Linked DNA regions of Pan troglodytes: region 2 is linked to region 1. The links are chromatin contacts, called in public Hi-C maps. All regions are on one chromosome and are shown on one strand. The core of a region is the stretch at or near the end of the contact, and the rest is flanking DNA. Distances in the headings are between cores, read along the strand shown. Region 1 has its middle 31 kb from the start of TPM4. Region 2 holds the start of FAM32A (family with sequence similarity 32 member A).

The links. A called contact is a pair of places that touch in the nucleus more often than the background predicts.
Region 2: a contact with region 1 is called in a Hi-C map of induced pluripotent stem cells, with 4 times the contacts expected there. The contact joins the promoter of FAM32A here to the enhancer-like site in region 1. A contact is called at or near these places in 5 of 7 Hi-C or Micro-C datasets (blood, induced pluripotent stem cells, a lymphoblastoid cell line and 1 more), 1 of 1 datasets of contacts at active chromatin or transcription factors (stem cell-derived excitatory neurons) and 1 of 1 other capture datasets (stem cell-derived neural stem cells).

Annotation. Positions count from the first base shown.
Region 1 is chr20:18,693,059-18,696,589 of NHGRI_mPanTro3-v2.0_pri, forward strand. No RefSeq gene overlaps it. Among named protein-coding and RNA genes, the nearest start is that of TPM4, 31 kb to the right of the region's middle. Within about 2 kb of position 1,828, at least 1 of the 24 cell types and tissues checked has an H3K27ac peak or open chromatin away from gene starts, as enhancers often do. A contact at or near this core is called in induced pluripotent stem cells, where this site is marked.
Region 2 is chr20:18,839,337-18,842,867 of NHGRI_mPanTro3-v2.0_pri, forward strand. FAM32A (family with sequence similarity 32 member A) reads left to right here and starts at 1,922. Exons shown (of 4, transcript XM_009434928.3): 1 at 1,922-2,107; 2 at 2,215-2,356. The coding sequence starts at 2,034.

The DNA.
Region 1 (3,531 bases), core at 578-3,077:
CGCCTGGAAATCCTGCGCCGGCTGCTGGAAGGCACTCTGTGGTGGCACCAGCTGCGGCTGCAGTAGCAGCTGGAAAGCACTGAGAGATGGCTTCAAGGAGGCAGGCAGTGCACCGGGCAGGGCCTTGAAACCTCTGGGTGGTACAATGGCCATGGCACAGTGGGTCAAGGCACAGGGGCAGCCATGGCACGCTGGGCCAGTCCAGGGTTGCAGACCACTTGCACTGCAGATATAAGGCCAGGGTTGCTGAGGCCATGAGGCCCTGCGAGTCAGCCCTTGATGTCCTGCTCACTACACAGGCTCAGCACTTCATGTTCTCATAGATCACTCTCAAATTTTCTGCCATCAAGTAGTACAGCAACTGAATCCACAGTGCCATGGGTCCCCTGCGTGGTCATCCTGGCCACTGTGGAGGCACGTGACACCTCTAGTTCCCCTCCCCTCCCAGGGCTCAGGTTGAGGCCAGGCCCCTCTGGTCCTAGGAAGTGTGCCCTGAGGGTGGGGCTCTGTCCTGCAGGTTGAGTCAGAGGCCGCAAGGCACGCTACTGATGGCTAGGGCTGCAGGGGTGCCACACTCACCCCTCTCTGGGGAAGTCTTAGAGTGAACGGCGTTCTCATTAGAGATGACTTCCCAAGGCCCAAGAGCCATCTAGGGCTGTGGAGCAGCTAGCCGGGTGCTGCCCTAACTCCTTCCACACCGGGCTGGTCACTGCCCTCCAAGAGGAGTCGGATGCAGGTGCCATTGTGTAGAGAAATGTCTCTGGACCTGCCTCTTGGTTATCATGGGGCACAGTAGTTTCTGGTGTCTGGGATCTGATGAAGCCATTTAGCCGATCCAGGGCAGATGTGGAAGTGACAGGAGCTCAGCATCCCTGTTCAAGGTCATACCACAGGAAACACAAGCCCCCAACGCCAGCCTGCTCCATCGGAAGCTTTGGCATGGAATTCCACCAGAGGTACCGCCAGTTCACCCAAGGTCTGTCTTGAGCTAGGGACGGCCTGGCCACACCCTGAGCCCCGGAGGTTCCCAGAGAGCAACCTTCTGCCCTGGGCGCTGCAGAAACCCCCTTTTCATGCCACCGGGCCTCGGCCTCGGGGACAGCCTGGCCAGGCTAGGGTAAGGGAGGACCAGGCTCCCATTCCAGAGGAGTCGCCTGCATGTGCTGCTGGAGCTGGGCGGGTGGGCCGGGGAGGGCCAGCCCATCCCCCTTGCAGAGAGGCTCAATGCCGGGAAATACCCGAAGAGCCCTGGGTGCTGGGGTCCCTCCCTTAAGTTTGGCTGAAGAGAATGCAGATGAACCCAGCCTCTCCACCAAACCCATCAGATGTCGTCTCAGGGCCAGGTTCTGCACATCTGGGTCTCTGGAGTCCTTCGGGCCCCTGTGTCCTCCACCCTAGCCTGACACAGAGGACACCCCTGCAGGCTGCAGATCCCAGAGCAAGGGGTGTGTGCAGCTGCCTGGGTATCCCCCCTGGGACAGGTAACACAGGCTTCAGGCTGGCTTATGCCTCGTATCCTCATCCCAGGGCTGTGCGGCCCGGGATGCAGCCCTGATTTGGAGCTCAGGTGGGAAGAAGCTCTCACTGTCACCTGGCCCCCTTGCCACCTCACATGGGGGCCTGTCTCCACAGTGGGTGAGATGGCCCCAGGCACGGGGTCCTCTCCGCTCTCTGGGGCCATCCACTCCATGCCAGGACTGGACCATTCCCACGCCTGGCTGAACTCTTGGTTCTGGCCCTGGGCCAGAGCTCCTGCCCGTGTCCTCTCCCCGAATCCTCTGGACCAGAAACACTGATTCTCCTGTTCACCTGGCATCCCTGAAGGGGCGCTGTGGAGTGTGGGGACCCTGCTCCTCCCGGCATCTGTTGATGCTCACAGCGGGGGCAGGGAGCTCGCACAGACCAGAGAGAGTGTAAAAGGTGCAGGGGGCACCCCCGCCTGTCTTGAGCAGCATGTCCAGTACACGTGCACTCAGCACATCCCCTGAAAACCGGCAGGTCTATTTGTAGAAGTTTCTCTGTGTAGAGGAAGAGGTGTTGGAGGAAGGTCCAGGTAGTAGGGCTGCAGGGACCCAGGCCCCCTCTACTATCAACTGCCCCAGAGGATGACTCAGGAGGGGACCTGATGCTGGAGCCTCCCTAGGGGTGGCAGGTCCCAGTGTCTCCTCATCAGTTCCTTCATGCAGACCCGAAAGTGCGTGAGAACCACATCGTCCTCCAGGGCCCAGGCCCGGGAGAACGTCTCCTGAACCAATCCTTATAGTCCAGACTGGGACATATTCACGAGGCACTCTAGGGACAAGGGGGTAGCATGGAAGGGGTCGGTGCCCACACCCAGGTTTCCACCACAGCTACCTCCCACTGGGAGGTTCTGGGTCCTTTTGCAGCCACCCCTGGCTTCCAGCTGTGCACAGGAGGCCATGGCCAGGGGGAGGCCTGGGTGAGGAGGTGCCCACCACACTCCTGCCTTTGATCTGGGTCTTGTCAAGGTGGGCTCCTTGTCTGGGAGGACTCAGTGTCCTGCTCAGCACAACAGGCCCAGCCTGGCCCTCCAGACTGAAGCAAAGGGTCATGGGGACAGTGTGAGGGTGCTGTCCTTGGGCCAGTCCAGGTCTGTCCTGGGGAGTGGGGCTGGGGGTCTTCCTGGCATGTTCCTGGAACAGAGTCACCGTGAGGATGAACAGGATGACTGTCTGCCTGGTCAGCACAGAACGGGCACCCAGTGAGCACTCGAGAATGACCCTCCTCGGGCAGCTGCCGCCCACCCAGTAGCGACTGTCCCCAAGTCAGCAGGGAGGGAAGAGAGCAGGTCACGCTCTCCTAAGTCTGATCAAGCAGCTGTGCAGAGATGTGCCTCTCACCTAGAAAAGAGAAAAGCGTCCTTTGGGCAGAACCCACTCACACTGTGTCTCCAACTGCTCTACGACACAGAGCCGGGCAGGTACCTGGGTGTTGGGTAATGGTGACATTGTGGGTTCACGGCACCCATCACAATGGAGCCCTGCATGGGTCAGCAGGGCCCAGAGACGGCATCCTCTGCCCCTCCTGAACTGTCGACATGTGTGCGTGCAATGCGTCTGTGCACTTGAGTGCAGGTGGATATGTGCAGGTGCGTGTGAGCGTGTGTCTCTCCTCCGGCCGGCCCTGGCTTCCCCAATCACGTGTGCCCCCATGTCCTCATCACTGTCACCCCAGGGCCTGTGGTCAGCATCAGAGCATCCACAGGTGCGCCCCAGCCTCTGCCTTCAGGCAGGGTGGTCCTGGGGATGCAGGCAGGGCAGGGCAGAGCCGTGGGTGAAACCCCCTCCCTCGGGAGGGACTCAGTGTGTACGGTACTAAATCTGCATAGCAGGGCCATATTCAATGCACTTCTCCTCCTCCCAGTAGCTCTCTGGGGTGCAGTTGATTTCATCTCCCCTACAAATGGAAGAAAGGAGGCTTCTAGGACAAACCCCCTGCCTGAGGTCACCCAGCAGCCAGCTGACCTTGTCCTTACTAAGTCCCCACTAACCAGGCCCCCACTGGCCAGAC
Region 2 (3,531 bases), core at 672-3,171, 150 kb after region 1:
TTGGTAGGCACAGCCTTTTTAAAATTTTTCTCATAATAGTTTTTTTTTAACTAGGTTTTTGATACAGAGGGAAATAGAGAAGAAACCAAAAATTCCCATAGTCTTCTGCTAACATTAAAAAGATATATTCAAGGGCCGGGCACGGTGGCTCACGCCTGTAATCCCAGCACTTTGGGAGGCTGAGGCAGGCGGATCACCTGAGGTCAGGAGTTCGAAACCAGCCTGGACAGCATGGCAAAACCCCATCTCTACTAAAAATACAAAAATTAGCGGGGCATGGTGGTGGGCGCCTGTAATCCCAGCTATTCAGGAGGCTGAAGCAGGAGAATCTCTTGAACCTGGGAGGTGGAAGTCGCAGTGAGCCAAAATCGTGCCACTGCATTCCAGCCTGGGCAACAGAGCGAGACTCCGTCTCAAAAAAAAAAAAAAAAAGATATACGCATGTACACATCCTATGTAAGAAAACCGCACAGTACTGAAAGGATGAAAAGAAAGAAAGAAAGGGCCAGGGGTGGTGGCTCACGCCTGTAATTCTAATGCTTCAGGAGGACTGCTTGAGGACAGGAGTTTGAGACCAACCTGGACAACACAGCAATACCCTATCTCTATTGATTTTTTTTTTTTTTTTTTTTTTTTTTTTTTTTTTTTTTTTTTGAGACGGAGTCTTTGTCTGTTGACCAGGCTGGAGTGCAGTGGTGCGATTTTGGCTCACTGCAACCTCCGCCTCCCGGGTTCAAGAGATTCTCCTGCCTCAGCCTACCAAGTAGCTGAGACTACAAGCGCAGGCTACTATGCCCAGCTAATTTTTGCTTTTTGTGTTTTGTTTTGTTTCGTTTTTGTTTTTTTTTTAGTAGACACAGGGTTTCGCCACGTTGGCCAAGCTGGTCTCCAACACCTGACCTCACGTGAACCGCCTACCTTGGTCTCCCAAAGTGCTGATTTAAATATATATATACTTTTTTTTTTGAGATGGAGTCTCTCTCTGTCGCCCAGGCTGGAGTGCAGTGGTGTGATTTCAGCTCACTGCAACCTCCGCCTCCCGGGTTCAAGCGATTCTCCTGCCTCAGCCTCCCGAGTAGCTGAGACTACAGGCGCCCGCCACCACGCCCAGGTAATTTTTTGTATTTTTAGTAGAGACGGGGTTTCACCGTGTTAGCCAGAATGGTCTCCATCTCCTGACCTCGTGATCCGCCCACCTCGTTCTCCCAAAGTGCTGGGATTACAGGCGTGAGCCACCGCGCCCGGCATAAAATAGATTTTTAATTGTTTTAACATACCACCAACCTTGTCACATGATATTGTCATTTACCTAAAGCTGAAAAATTAATGAATACTGATTAGGTTTACAAAATTAGGTTCAGCTATCCAGTGAACTCTCAAAATATGGCAATAAAAGAGAACGGGGGTGGGGGGGCATGGCTCAGGCCTGTGATCCCTGCGCTTTGGAAGGCTGAAGCGGGAGGATCACTTGAACCCACGAGTTCGAGACCAGCCTGGACAACACAGCGAGACCCCATCTCGACAAAAAAATTTAAATGAAAATATTAGCCGCGCTCAGTGGCACCCGTCTGCAGTCCCAGCTACTGGGGAGGCTGAGGCGGGAGGATCTCTTGAGCCCAGGGGTTCAAGGCTGCAGTGAGCTACGATCGCGCCACTCCACTCCAGCCTAGGTGACAGACCAAGATCGTGTCTCTAAAAAAGAAAAAAAAATCAAGGAGAGAGAATAGGTCACCCAAAAGTGCGCAAAACGCTCAAAAAGGGGTTGGGTTTCCGGCACCCTGTGTGAAGAATGGGAGACCGGAAGTGAGCGCCAAATTCGGAAGTGTGGCAGCAGATAGGAATCGAAGGGCACTCATTCGCTTGGCTCTCTGTCCCGCCCACTACCCGGAAGTGTGGCCCGGGTCCAGAACCAAGAGCGCATGCTCACCTTGTAGCTCAGCCAATCAAAGAGAAGCGAGGCGGCCATTCGGGCAGAAATAGTGTTTGCAAACAGGAAGTGTGGCACTCCATCTACCGAACCACTGGAGAGTGTCATGGAGGCCTACGAGCAGGTCCAAAAGGGACCCCTGAAGCTGAAAGGCGTCGCAGAGCTGGGAGTGACCAAGCGGTGAGGCCCGAGGGCCCGCGGGATTCCGTCTTCATCCCCCTTAGACCTTTTCTCGGGACCCGTGGCCCTGATCCTCCGACCCGCCCCCTCCTCATGTCTTTTTCCAGGAAGAAGAAAAAGAAGGACAAAGACAAAGCGAAACTCCTGGAAGCAATGGGAACGAGCAAAAAGAACGAGGAGGAGAAGCGGCGCGGCCTGGACAAGCGGACCCCGGCCCAGGCGGCCTTCGAGAAAATGCAGGAGAAGCGGGTGAGCAGAAGCAGAAGGCGGCGGGGAGGCGGGAACACCCGGCGCCGGGAGACTGGAAATTGGGGTCAGGGCTGGGACGCTCCGAGGGCAGGGGAGCGGTCAGAGGAGACCTTAATTACGGGGAGAGGATGCTGTACGTGAGTGAGAGAAGAGTCGCCCTCTGCCGGGGGAGCTCCAAGGATGAGAAGACCCCGCTGGCCCGAGTGGGCAGCAGAGGGGAGAGCTAGAACTGGCGTTGAAAGGAGGCCAGAGCTGGAGACCCGGGTTTGGATTCCAGTGCTGTGGCTTATTTGCCCTGCGACACTAGGCCAGTGACTTTCTTATTTCCGTGCCTCAAGTTTCCTCTTCTGTACGAGTCAGGGTAGTAATTTATTCTAAGAGGGTTGGGAACTTGAGAGGAAGTCATGAAAGTAAAAAGCAGTGCATAAATGTTCAGTGGATGCCAGCTCTTGATATTAAATGGCCATGCTCGCCGCTCGAAGTCACCACAAAGTTTGTTTCCAAGACAACTTTGTTTGGCAGATTCAAACATGCTGTATTTTTTTAAAAATTAGTTATTTTTGGCGGTGTCGGAGCACTGCAGCCTCTGCCTCCGGGGTTCAAGCAATTCTCCTGCCTCAGCCTCCCGAGTAGCTGGGATTGCAGGCGTCCGCCACCACACCCGGCTAATTTTGGTATTTTTCGTAGAGACGCGGTTTCACCATGTTGGCCAGGCTGATCTCGAACTCCTGATCTCAAGTGATCCGCCCGCCTCAGCTTCCCAAAGTGCTGGGATTACAGGCATGAGCCACCGCACCCAGTCTCAGCTGTTGATATTGAATGGCCATGCCCATGACGACTTTGTTTGTATTGTATTTTAAGGCTCCGATAAATTATTTTTTCTTGATATTAAACACCATAAATGTGTGCAGTGGAGAACAGAAGAGTTCACAGTAAGACAGAGGAACTGGATCCATTATGCTGGGGAGAGGGAATAATCAGTGTAGGTCAGTGATTCTCACCTGGGGGTAGTCTCCACCCCCCTAAACTCCCACCCCGAAGCACATGTGGCAATGTCTGGAAACATTTTTGGTTCTCAACTGGGTTGGGGTGGGGACTACTGGCAACTAGTGGCTAGAGGCCAGGGATGATACCACACACCCTGCGATACACAGGACAGCCTGCTGCAGCAAAGA